Linked DNA regions of Hordeum vulgare: region 2 is linked to region 1. A link is a contact called in public Hi-C data. All regions are on one chromosome and are shown on one strand. The core of a region is the stretch at or near the end of the contact, and the rest is flanking DNA. Distances in the headings are between cores, read along the strand shown. Region 1 holds the start of LOC123445009 (protein NUCLEAR FUSION DEFECTIVE 4-like). Region 2 holds the start of LOC123445012 (UDP-N-acetylglucosamine--peptide N-acetylglucosaminyltransferase 110 kDa subunit).

Region 1 (6,904 bases), core at 2,671-5,170:
CTAACAAACATCACACCAAACCGCTGCGTTTACAAAAAAGATGGACCGAAAAGGGCGCGCACTTTGGCTTCGTCCCCCAACCTTTGGCTCCTTTTTGCCGGGCGTTGCGCTCTGTGCCCTAGCTTAGCTCCGTGCCATCCATGTGCGCGCACAGGACACATGTCATGGCCTTGCCCCGTGGCCCTGCCGCCTCCGCAACAACCGCCGCCATTACCATCCACCATCAACCACCATTAACTGCGCTGCGCCCAGCATCCTCCCTCCATTCACTCCTCCCCCCAGCCCCAGGCGAAGGCAACCATATACGCTGTAGAGGCCACAGAGCGCGAGATTTGAGCTCATTTCGAGGGAGCGTGTTCGTTAGCTAGCCAGCTCCAGTGCACTAGCACAGTAGCATTTCAATGGAGCGGAGTGAAGGAGGGCCCCGATCACACACAGCTCTAATGGATCGATCAGTCATGCATTGTGCGCTGCGTTGCCTTCCAGTCATGCATTGCGCGCTGTCCGTTAACTGTGACAAGATCCAAGGCCATACAATGTCATGTCAAGTTTCCAAGCCAGTCCATGACTCCATCGGGCGCGCGCCGCAGCATCACATCACATCACCTCACCGCACCGACGACGTGGGGGAGGCTGCCGGTGCGCCGCAGCATCCTCACCGGTGTGCGCCAGCCAACGACATGTCATAAACCCTTAAATGCATACCAGCGCTCACCAGCTGAGAGATACTACTACTATCTTGGACGACATCCGGGGTGGGGTGGGGTGGCATGCAGGGCTGATGGCTCTGCAACCTTTCGGCGAATAAATGGGCGTCGGCCCATCCAAGTACACGGGGGAGCATGGAACTGAACTCAACTTTGCGTTTATCGTTGCATCAGCGCAGCGCTAGCCATCGATCGAAGCCGGAACAGCATGTGAGAGGACCACGAGGGAGGGCGATGGACGGATCCATCCATCGATCGACCTACCTGCTCGCGCATCCTTTAATGGCGGCCTCTGCCTCGCATGCATCGCAGCGCATGGCATGTCCGATCGATCTTCATGACATGCGTGCGTGTAGACAGTAGTAAAACGTCAGGGACGCCATGCTCAGTTGCTGTTTATTGGTGATGTGGATTGGACGCATGGCATACGCCAGTCAGTGATGCCACTATTGTCGGAAGGGACGGGTCGGTGTAAAATAAACATGTGGGTGGTGTGCCGACGAGCTACCTGGTCAAGACAAGATCCTGAAACACGGGTGGCGATGGGCTTGGTCATGTCCACAAGGTCACTATACTCTCACTGGAGCCATCAACTATAGAATTTTCGTTAAGCTTGAGCACTAGACTCTCTACTGTTTCGTGATCTACGCTCTACGGAGCCATCAACTATACGGCCTGGTGGTTTTCCAGATTGAAGGTCCATTACGAGCTTTCACTCCATTGCACGTACACGTACGGATGTGCCCTACACGTACGTATAGCTAGCTAGCTGCCCGCCGGTACTGCAGAACCAATTGGTAGAATTCCACGTTCGTAATTAAGCACATACTACAAGTCTAAACAGGCCATTCATGGTTGCTTTCATGCTGGCACCTCCAGGCACGTACCCTACTCCAACCTCGCATCTCGCAACGTCAATACGCCTACGTGCTGCCATAAAAAGAGGAAGAAATTAAAAGGAAACCTGATTTTCTTTTCTTTTGCTTCAATCACTCTTTATATGCATATATATTTGCAGCGAAAAGGTGATCAACCTGCACAATATCTACTCAGTCGAGCTTGATCTGCGTACGCATCCCCTCCATGGGATCGGATCAGTCAAGACGAAGAAAAATCCATGGAAAAACAAGAAAACAAAAAGCTACATCGATCGCGTCGTGGCAGATCGATGCTTCGTGTCTCCTAAGTCAATCATCAATCGATCACGCACCATGGCCGGCCGTCGTCAACCCTTCCGGCCGGCGCCTACGAGGTTAGCCAGTCGCGACAGCCACTGTAACCTCACCGGCAGCCTGCCGGCGAAGCTGCGCGACCGGACGTAGAGGACGACGCAGAGCAGCGTGCCGACGACGCAGGTGGCGCCCCAGATGGCGAAGGTGGCCCGGTAGCAGCTGGCGCCGGAGCAGGTGGCGGCGCCCCGCGCGCCGGCCTCCCGCTGGTAGAGGAACGCCGAGAAGTAGCCGAAGCAGAGCGAGCCGACGGGGATGTTGGACACCAGCACGTTGTGGTTGACGCCGAAGTTCTTGGCGCCGAACAGCTCGCTCGTCGCCGACACCGCCACCGACGTGATGGCACCCGTGCACGTCCCGATGATGGCCGTGCTCGCGTACAGGAACACGCTGCCCGGGTTCAGCAGCAGGAAGAAGGCGCACGCCATGGGCGCCATCAGCGACGCCATCGACCCCGTCCTCGATATGCTGTAGCCGCTTCTGCACAAACCAACAAATTCAGTTAGCTGCTGATTCTGTTTCCCCTTCTGTTTCTAGAAACAAGTAAAAATTGCATGGACGAAACCAGACAAGATTCCACTCTAGAAGATGTTGATGGTCACCACCACAAGTTTCCCATTTAAAAAGACCGCATGAATCCTGGAGGGAAACTCTCCAACAAGATCTCAAGGGACCAATCAAACTACTAATCTAATCAAGCAAGTGTGTGTGTGTGTGTGTGTGTGTGTGTGTGTGTGTGGAAAGAATTGTGAAGTGCTTACTTTGCAGAGTAGTAGTCCATGAAGGACGGAAGGAGGCGACCGAAGAAGCCGAAGGAAGACGACAGGGAGACCAGGGTGGAAGTCTGGCCGAGACCTCGCGACTCGGCAATCTGCCCCAGGTTGTTGAGGAAGACCAGGCCAAGGGTGCCGCTGAACATGTAGCTGAAGAAGTAGAGCCAGAAGTCGGGCTTCTTGAGCAGCTGGAGGCCTCCAACCTCCTCCTGGGGGTCCTCCTCGGCGGCGACCATCTCTTCCTCCTTGGTCTCCAAGTCCATCACCTCGATGACGACCACCGCGTCGTCGGTGCCCAGATCGTGGATCCTGTTCTCGCGCTTCGCCTCCCAGATCTTGTTCATGCTCTCCCGGATCTTGAGCGCCGCCGGGATGAGCATGGGAACGGCGAGCAGCACGCTGAGGCTCACCATGTGCTCCCTGGACGACAACCCGCTGGCCGTGGACCCGATGCTGCCGACCACGGCGCACGCACCCGTGGCGAGCGTGATGGCGAACATGACGAGGAATGCCGTGTCCGTGCTCGACATGGAGTCGCTCTTGAGGTCGAACAGCCTGAGCGCCGGCGCCACGAACACGGTGACGATCATGGGCACCACGGCATTGAGAAGGAGGTACGTCTTGGCCTTGGAGTCGGCCAGGCGGGGCATGGTCTCGGCGAGGCTGGTGTACACCTTGGCGCTGAGGCCGAGGTAGCTGGTGGCGAGGCTGACGGCGACGCGGCTCCTGGACGCGAAGTTCTTGATGCAGAGGAGGTAGCAAACGGTGTTGATCCAGCAGATGCCGTTCCCGGCGAGGGCGGTGAGCAAGAACAGGTGCCAGCACTTGAGCGCGGGGCTGTCCAGGAAGAGGTACTGGACGCCATAGCCGACGAGTCCGAACGAGGCCCCGACGAAGGCGACGAGCGGGAGGGGCACGTAGAGCGCGGCCACCCCGGAGAACCAGCCGAAGAGCTTGCCGGCGTCGGAGGCGAAGGCGAGGAAGTTGAGCTGCACCTGGGAGATGCCCTTGAGCTCCTTGAGCTGCGACGAGTAGACGGGGAAGTCGGAGTTGGGGCCGTTGATGGTCTGCAGCCAGATGGTCCCAACGAGGCTCAGCCAGTGGGCCGAGGAAGGCGACGACATCTCCGGGGAGAGGAGATGGGAGCGGTACGTGCTCTGGGGTGGTGCTGGTGGTGGTGTTTGGCACTGGAGCTCCAATAATAATTATTATGGGCCGTGGGCGCTGGGTATTTATGCACCGCCGAGATGGTAAACCAACCGGCGACTCCTTGTCCGACTCGAATGGTTGTGGCTGTAAATCACCGGCGATTAAGGGTCCGGTTCCGACGTGGATACAAGCTGCTGCTGCTGCTGCTGCCTCAGATACGAGCGAGCCGGACACAGTTAGGCCAACACAACACAGTGCCGGGGGCCGAGGTGGTGTAACTGTCACGCCGATCCGACGGAGTTCAGGAATCAGAATTCAGACCGCAGCCGGTTGCTTGCAAGATTTCTCGGTGCTGCCGCGGCGAGACACCTGGTGCCGGTCGAGGCTGACCTGTCTGGCTAGCCAGTAATTAATGGCGGATGACCTATGGCTGCATCGAGCTCCTGGCCGTGATTACCCCGAGCTGGTTACGGTTTGCCCGGCAGCCACGACGGCAGGGATCACAATTCATATGGACGTCACGGTGATGAATTTCGCCGTCCCCGGAAGCTGAAGAAGCGAAACCAAACACCGCGATCGCCGAGACCGATCTGCGGCGACGGCGTTCGTCGGCGGAGCTTGGAGCTTCCCAGAATCGCGGGTTGCCTTCTTTCCTCTTGGCCTGACGCATATATACATACATATACAGCGATACTTTCCTAGTTCGAATCGGAAGCCAGAGCCCGACGCCGGGAAGGAATACGCATCACATATGGCATGGCATGGATCATGCAGAAAGGGAAGTGAATCCTTCCTCTCGCGATTCATTTCCTCTCTGTAATCTGTATTCGACGACGAGTCGGGTTCAGTTTCGCGCGAGATACGGGAAGGCGACAGAGAACGGGTTCTTGGGGATTCAGCCAGGCGTCCACGCGAAGGCGTTTCCCGCCACTCGGATCGATTTCACCTCCGTTTTCAAATGCATTGAACCTCCCGGGAGCCCGTGGCGCCTTCTCTCCCAGCGGTCACTTTCGCCCCCTCGAGGAAACATCGCCATTCTTTCCATGAAGCAGTAATGCCGCGTTCCCATCAGCCCCCCCGCGGGTACGGTAAAATCTCGGCCTCTCTCCGGCCACGCCCACAGCCGCGGTTACTATCGTCCCGCCCTGCCGCCATTAAAATGAAACCACCATGACCTGCAGGCAACAGAGGGTGATGTCAGGCCCGTAGAGACGAGGCGTGTACATGCTCCCAGCCATGTCTGAATCTGGCACTCCCACCCATGCCTTGGACCGGCTTCAGCGCGAAGACGGATCACCGCCATTAATCACCGTTCCCACGGCGTAACGGTGACATCACGGCATACGGCGCTAGAGCCGGTATCTGGGAGGGGGCAGCTCTCCTGAACTGTACGGAGTGCAGCCTGACCATACCTGAGGCGCGCCTAACAGATGGAACGGAATTCTCTCCCGTTCGGCATTCAGACAGGACTTGGAGCTGGGACTGACTGAACCTGAACTGCCGTTGTCGCCCGCTCGACAGGTAGATACATGATGATGGCATGGCACCGTGTTGGACTGGACGAGCAGATGGAGCCGTATACTCATGCCCAACGCGCCTGATTTCCCAGATATCCAGAGGCTACCGTTGGCACGCGTATCACATTCAGTATCCAGGTCCAGGTTCAGGTTCGGATCGACAAAAATCATGTACTCGTACACGAATCTGAGATCACCCTGATCAAATGCTGATCTCATCTGGCCATGGATGGAAACGAAGCCAGTAAGCTTATACCAGAGTTGAGGAAACAAGCCACATGGTATAGGACTCGTAAAGAGACTGCATATTCGGTTGCTCTTGCTCCGTCATCTGAAGCGCCGTGTCGCGATCCAGTCGGTTGAAAATCGGAAAAAAGGATCCATGTGCAACCTTATGACAAAGTGATGTAGTCTTCTGCTCAACATTCAGAATTCAGGGTTTCGGTCTGACTAGTGGGAAGATTGGTAGGGATGAACACCGGCTGGTTCAAAAGGGATGAATGCGGGCCTAACCAACCTACCATCTACATTCTGCTGGCGTGAAGATACCACATGCCCTGCTTTCAGAAGCCAGTTAGGTGTGTGAAATCTAAAGTTCCAAGGCAGTTCCACCCAAGGCAAAGTCAAAAAAAATGTACTAAGTTTGCAGGAAAAGGGATTGCGGTTTCTACGCGACACATGTCAAAGGTCCGGTCAAGACACGAGACTGCATCACTTATTTGTTGGTGCTCACTGCCGTCATGGTTCAGAGTCCCCCACTCAACTATTTTGGCGGTGCCCATTCTCCGAGGCGACCCGGTTGCCGTCCTTGAGAAGATCCTTTGTTCACTTGTGTCCTTGAAGCAAGTCTTAACGGATGCGGCGTTTATCTTCTGAATGTTGTGGTTTCTTGTTGAAACTACTCCCTCCATTCCCTTATACAAGGCCACAAACTCAAAACACAGGAGTACACCGTTGATAAACCCCACACTGCAAATGTAATGTGCCGCCCCGCGGATGATTTGGAGCATTCTTTCTCTGCAAACAAAGGAGCTATCCTGCTTGTGTTCGATGCGGCTAAAGCTTCAGCAATTGGGGTTTGGCAAGAGACAATTGCCTCGTCCTCTTCTACGGTGGAAAGAAAGACGGCGGTAGGTCGATCACCAAGAATTCAGTAGCGTCCCTGTCTCTCATCCGGTCGAAGTGTACTTGGGCAAGTGGGAGAAGACAATAGTTGAACAGCAGACCGCGACCAGGCGGGCGGGCTCAATGGCGTCTCGCTCTCTTGAAAAATTCGAGAGGAATCCACTAGCTAGTGGTGAAACGTGCATCTGCGGGCGCCGAGACGAATTGCCCGGCCGTCTCGGCCTCGCCTGCGGACAGGGAGGAGAAATATTGAACGCCGCCCGGCCGCTGCCGTGGCGGCGAGGAGGTGCGGAAGCCCTTTCCCGGCTGCCGGTGGCCAGGGGCAGGCCGAGAAGTCCGCACCCCTCCGGCAAGTCCGCCTCGAATTACATCCGCTAATGGCGAAGTCGTAGGGACCAGTTGTC
Region 2 (6,819 bases), core at 2,187-4,686, 550 kb before region 1:
ACCCTGCCCATGCAACTGGGAGATCAACTACTGAAGTGTCTCCTTCTTTTAGAACCGTTGCCATCTCACTTGCAGCCCAGATAAGCTGATCATCAGAACATTGCGACCTTACAGCATCTCTGATACGGTGAACTGCAATAGCATACCGAGCAGGCATATGATTGGGTTCAAATTTTGCTGCCTGAAAAGAATAGAAAATAAAAGAATGTGATGTCTAGTTTGCCCATTTACCAAACCATCAGCAACTTCGTCACAACGAAATGTAACACTGGGACCATCACCATAACAAAAAGGAAGTATTTCATGTCATTGAGTAGCTTCATTATTCGGCAATGGTGGAGCTGGAGGGAGATTGGCTGGTGGGCAAGCATTTTTCAACTTGAATATTGTAAATTTCACTGAAGTTTGTAGACCACAAACTCACAGTGATAACACAGTCAGGACCCACAGTTTAAACCACTTAAAACCAGTTGGAAGCTCTGTGACTAGCCCAGTTTTAGGTACTGGCAGGGCAAGCGCCAAGAACTACCTAATAACTCCAATATAACAAGCGCAGGGCATCATGTCACAGCACACACGGTAACCAGCTGGCAGACAGGCCACAGTTTATTTGGATGAGCCATAGTACTGTTCTTAGCAATGGACTTCATGCACCTCCCCTCCCCCTCCCCCCCCCCACCCCCAAAAAAATGCACACACAGAAATCCACACACGCAAAAGAGACAAGACACATCAAAGAATAAATCATCATTAAAAATTTACTAAAAGCTGGTACCAATTGTGCTTATAAGATACTACTCCCTCCGTCCAGAATTACTTGTCGCACAAATTACTACAAATTGATGTACCTAGAACTAAAATACATCTAGATACATCCATTCCGATGACAAGTATTTCCGGACGGAGGGAGTAGTACATAGTATCAACGGTACATAAGTGTATATGACAGCTAATTTGAGCAATACTAAATGCGCCAGAAATAATGTAAAATAAAATAAAAATTACAACAGTTGTTACCTGCTCCAAACACCTCTTTGAATTTCTATGTTCACCAGACATGTGATATGCATTTGCAAGATTGACCCATACCGATGCGGCTTTAGGATCAGACCTCACAGCTGCAAGTAAGCACTCTTTTGCAGCAACCAAGGCTTCTTTCTGACGCAGATAAGACCCTGCACTGACAGCACCACTCGCCCCTGCTATGTGACAATGTATAAGGCAGCAACTAAAAGTAATATCGACTCATCCAAATACCATGATACAGATAAGCTTGGTTCTAAATGGCAACCGCTCAGCTTTAAGATAAGATATGAAAAGACTAAAGAAGAGAAGACTACGGCAAAGACGTTGCTAGTATTACCTGCGGCCAAAGACCCATATTTACATAGAAGGAGAGCACCGTAGTTCATCAGAGCAGCTGGGTGACTTTGATCTTTCAGAACGAGCTCTTGAAAGCATTTTGTGGACAGTTCTAGATCCCCACTGAAAATTGATAAATATATTAATTAACAGTGTGAAACAAAGGAAAATTGGAATGGTAATTTCACAGTTCACACCTTTGAATATATGCAACACCAAGATTGGCAAGCGAGTCCAGGTAATCTGGAGCAACAGTCGTGAGAGTAGAAAAAACTGAGATAGCACTCTGGACAGGGTGAACCATCAGGTAGTATTCCAAGAAATTTCTTTTTAGGCGCTGAAAAGTGACAAATAGAAAGAATCACAACACAAACAGCGTATTGGTACCTGAAGTTGACCACCCCGAAGAAGAACTAAACCAAGAATGTTCCAAACAGCGGCCTGCCTGGGGTCCAATTCAACGGAACTCTTCAGCTTAACAAGGATTTCACTCAATTCACTAGTGTCAAGCTCTTCGTCAAAACTATCGCCCATGCTTGCTTGCAAAATACACTGCATGAGAAATAGCTGCATCAGAGGGGGGGAGGGGGGATACACAGCCAGAAGAAGAGAAGCAAGAAAAAAATTAAACAGAAGGTAGGCTGATGAACCTGAGCATGGTGAATCCTCACTGATGAGAGTAAATCAGGCCTCCGCACTTCTTGTTCATCTTGTAGCAATATTTCTGACGACTTATCATATGCTATTATTGCCTGCCAGATTTCAGGAGCCGATTAAGCTCTATGCATATGTTACAGCGTTTAATTTTTCAAAGTTAAGGGTCATTTACCTTCTGTGGCTGACCAAGCCTTTGGTACATCAAACCCAACATAAAATGGGCATGAGCATTCTTAGGCATCTTCCGGGCGACATTTACCAGAGCCTGCAAAACGAAGATTAGAAGATTCCACCAAACCACCAACTTACACATCAAAGTGATGGGATGACAGCCCCGTTGTCGATACAGTATTAAATGGTGTCTAAATACAGTTTCACCTTTTTTTATATTAGAGATATAAAAAAAGAACTATGAATGCTCATTCTCCGGTGGCATTAGGACTAATAACTTACAGCTTTTAGGCTGCTAACTTTCTCCTCGCGTGAAACGGAAGCCCCTGGACAATGTTGCTCGACATCTGTTCACAAAGAACCATAAGTAATCAATTCACTACAAAAAATTTCCCTTCCACTGCTTAGCATGTCTCACCTTCGCATTCAACAGTATCAGGCTCCTTCGCCGCGGTCGTGTTTTTTGCCAAACTACCCTCCTCGTTGCAACTCCTGCAAGTAAATATATAAACTATCAATGCCTAAGGCCTAAGCACACAATAGAAAACCAGGAAACTACCGGGCAAGCGAAAATAAAGGTCATGTGGTGCTGAAGAGATGTGTGCTAATTCTAAAAGACTGGCAAGCAAGCTTCGAACTTCGTTGGATGAGCATGTGCAGTAAATCTAGCAGTCCATGCACAGGGATTGTGCTGGATTTAGCACAATTCACTAGAGTGTCCAATGCTATGGCAGGATCACCCTCCCACGCAAAAAATAAAAGAGAGCGCATCCTAGGGTTATGACCTACGAGGTGACGACTGGGAGTGCGCGAGGAAGAATGCCCAATTCGAAACTATTTGCAGGGGCCATGAACCCACGAGTAGAAGCAGTCCGGCACAGTCAGATCGAATTCGAACTTTATGCTCGTACCTAGTGGAGGAGTCGACGGCGACCACCGGAGCAGCGGCGGCGGCTGCTACGGCGGCGGCGGCGGCGGCGGCGGCGGGATTGGGTTTGGGGGTTGGTGGGCGATCCTCGCCGTCGCTCTCCGGCGGGTCGACGTTGAGGTCGGCGAGCATCATCGCCCTCTGCGGCGGAGGAGGCTTGGCCTCCAGCATCGTCTCCACCCGTGTCTCCGGCGAGGGGGCGAGCACCGGCCTGGGGCTTGCGGATGCGCTGCCGGGGACAGTAGCGACGAGATGTCCTCCTCGCCTGCGGGTCGATGGGAGTGTGAGGCCGGGTCTGCGGTGGTACGTCGCCGTGGACTGCGTACAGTGGGCCGAGTGAGACTGTTACGACCTCTATCTTTGATGGACCGCACTGAGGCACGCAGGCCCAGCTACTCTTTGAGGACTTTCGGTGCTTCTAAAATTTCATCGTGAAATGATATTTGTATAAATCGTGAACAAAAGAAAAAAAAATCAGCACTTCAAAATGCCTTCGAAAATAAAACTTTTGAAGTATCGAGATTGTTTTTTCTGCCATGACTTGTGCAAATGTCATATACTATACTATATCACTGACCCCCTTAAAATTAGAGGCCTCTCGTTGAACTAAGGTCATCGATTTGGAATTGGGTCATCAATTTTGACCGGATCAATAATTTTTAACTCAACTATTTTAATCCTCTATAACACTAAGCTTACTATATTTTTAATGGGTTGTGTTAGGCGTCATCCGACTGTAGCGAATTAAAACAACAGCCGCGGTGACAGTCGTTAGATGTGCAGTGCTGGCCATTTGATCTCGTCATCCGCACGTCACACAATGCAGAGCACCTCGCGTATCACTGGTCTTCCTGTCCCAGCTGTCATCAACCGTGCATGTCTTTTGTAGCAACTCCCGCAGCCTAGCCATAACGCCGCTCCCTTTGTAGCAACTCATGCGCCACCGCGACAGTGGTTCGCAGCAACGCCTCCACCCCTCTATCGCAGCATCGTCGGAGTCGTAGAGCATCGTCGCCGACGTTGCTACATCTAGATCACCGCCATTCATCGATGTTGCGACCCCCTCGTCACAATTTCTGACGTTGCTACATACGACGCGCCACCGTTCACTACTGCTGCAACCCCACTCGCCGCGACAGCCGGCGCTGCTGCATCCGACTCATCGACAACCATCTCGTGCAAGACTGGAACTAGATCATCACAGCACTAGCGGTCTCTCATCGGAATAGCACTGACCTCGCAGTATTGGATGCTTCCAGGAAATGACCTTGCACTGACCTCGAAGTATTTATATACTCTATCTGTTATTTTTTTGCGGGTGAATATATACTCTCTCCATTATTTTTATAACTTAAGAAAGTTTTTTCTTTACAAAGTTTATAGAAAAACTATTAACACCTACACAATAGAATCGATATTATTAGATCCACCGGGAAATTTATTTTCATACTATTTTTTACTATTGCAGCCACTGATAAATTCCCAGCAAATTTAGTGAAACAGAAGAAAATGAATTTAGGATAAAGTAACCTTATAGACATAATTTAGAATGTAGATTCATTCATTTTGCTTACACCGTGAATCCAATATAGTCCATTTCTTAGTTTTCTTTAGTACCCATAGGGTATTTCAGGAAAATAAATAGCATTCGGTCAAGGTAATTAAGCTGGCAAAATACTGTTTTAGAACAACTTAGAAAATGCTTATATTATGTTTCTTAGTTTTTTGTAGAACTACATTCTTTTTTCCTTTTGTTGCCGTATTTTTTAGTGGACTTGCTATTTCTTTGTTGGGGGGCAAATCAAACATACATAGGCCTGCCATGGACCTTCGGGTATTGGGGTTTTGTTTGGGAACTAGGTTGTTGCGGGAGTCACTACTTAGCGAGCGCCCCTCCCCGAGCCTCCCCCCCCCCCATATATTTTGGATCTGTTTAGCAAAACAACCACCATATCCTAATCCTATTGTCCGATTAATTAGTATATGTATGTAGACAATAGATTCTCTTAGTCCTTTAATAAAGGATTTATCATGAATTAATGCCCCCATTATGGATGTGCACAAGCTGATCCAAATTTTTTTTATCTCATCTACGTACCCTAGCTTGCTTCTATATGTCACGTTGTCTTGTGTTAAAGTATTGAAGAAATTCATGGCTTCATCATTAGCGAGAAGTAACAAGTGCGTGATGGTACGAAGATCTTCAAAGTTGTTTTGGAACATAGTTCTTGATAGGATAATTCGTTTTTTGGTACGAAGTTCAGCAAAGGCCTTTCAAATAGCGATATTCGGAAGACTCTTGCTGAACTTCGTACCAAAAAGCTAATTATCCTATCCGGGGCTCCGTTCCAAAACAACTTTGGAGAGCTTTGTACCATCATGCGTCTGTTACTTCCGGCTAATGATGAAGCCATGGTTTTCTTGAATCCTTGCTTATATTTTTCAGTTCTTTGAAGGTCCATCCGTGGAGGTAAGAGGAATTTTTAACCTTAACCTCCATTGATCAAGGAAATTCCTGGTGATATGAGCCCTCTAATTATACTATGTGGTTAGTGGTGTCCACTAGATAGGAAAGTCATGGATATATTATTCTTTTCCATTTAGGTTATAATGGGAACGTCACAATTGGTACAACTATGATAAATCTTAGAAGAGGATGGCAAGTCCATGCAATGACCATGTCAGGCATTTGTTTGTGGCCTACTCCCAAACCACATTAGGACAAGGAAACATGGCTTCCTTTTGGAAATATTGTCGGCTCAACAGTGACGCCAAGGGGCATTGCCATCATTATCTACCTACTTGCTAAAAAACCCTAAAAGTTATGGATGCAAATGACTGTTGATATATGGACGATGGACCTTCAAAGAATTGAAAAATATACGCAACTATGGACCAATTCATAACTATGTGGGACAATTTGAAAGTAGTGCATAGACATGATAAGAGGGATATGATCACCTGGACTTTGACCTTCCGACGAGACTTACTCTGCTAGGTCAAACAATTTGGGGGGGGAGGATAAGAAGCCGCACCTTCAACACACTTGGAAGGTTACAATGGGGGGGCCTTTATTTTTCACTTGGATCTTGTTGCAAACCTGTCTTTAGATGGCTGGAAGGTTGCACTCGCGGGGATGGACACACATTGATGTGTGCAATTTGTGCGACTAGACTGGCACGCCTTTCACACCTAATGATGTATTTCCCTTTCCCCAAATGATGTTTGATTTTCTTTTCAAGCTAGTCACCCATTTGTATATCACATTACAAATCAATCTTGTGCTGGCAAAGTGTGTTTATTCCCGACTGTCTAATAACAAACATGGTGGTTGTTCCTTTTAAAGTATACATGCGATGACAAGGCAGATAAAGGGGATTATTTTTTGTAGTGAAGTGAAACTTGACATGATGAAATGATATGATAGTGTAAAGGGGCTTGATTTGAAGCCTATCCTATCAAAGTTAGATTTCAGAGCAAATATTGCGCGTCTGATCATGAAATGTGTTTCCTCAGTCAGTTTAGCATTGAGAGTGAACAATGAGCTACCTTTTTTACCTCATCCCTGGGATTATGACAAGGATATTCCATGTCCAACACACATGGATTTACTTCCTTTTGAAGGTAATTGTCTGGATAGGGGAATCAAGTGAACCCGAGGGATCCTTGGCTCAATCATTTTCTCGATAGCCTTATTTTTC

What was found. Hi-C and Micro-C count contacts between places; a contact is called where the count stands out from the background.
Region 2: a contact with region 1 is called in a Hi-C map of leaf, with 3 times the contacts expected there. The contact joins the promoter of LOC123445012 here to the promoter of LOC123445009 in region 1. A contact is called at or near these places in 2 of 6 Hi-C or Micro-C datasets (leaf and seedling).

Annotation. Positions count from the first base shown.
Region 1 is chr3H:556,062,352-556,069,255 of MorexV3_pseudomolecules_assembly, reverse strand. It overlaps LOC123445009 (protein NUCLEAR FUSION DEFECTIVE 4-like), which reads right to left and starts at 3,920. Exons shown (of 2, transcript XM_045121923.1): 1 at 2,698-3,920; 2 at 1,660-2,416. The coding sequence starts at 3,833. The coding sequence ends at 1,933.
Region 2 is chr3H:556,612,557-556,619,375 of MorexV3_pseudomolecules_assembly, reverse strand. It overlaps LOC123445012 (UDP-N-acetylglucosamine--peptide N-acetylglucosaminyltransferase 110 kDa subunit), which reads right to left and starts at 3,436. Exons shown (of 12, transcript XM_045121926.1): 1 at 3,102-3,436; 2 at 2,609-2,682; 3 at 2,473-2,537; 4 at 2,192-2,284; 5 at 2,013-2,114; 6 at 1,750-1,914; 7 at 1,560-1,648; 8 at 1,364-1,485; 9 at 1,018-1,202; 10 at 1-181. The coding sequence starts at 3,289.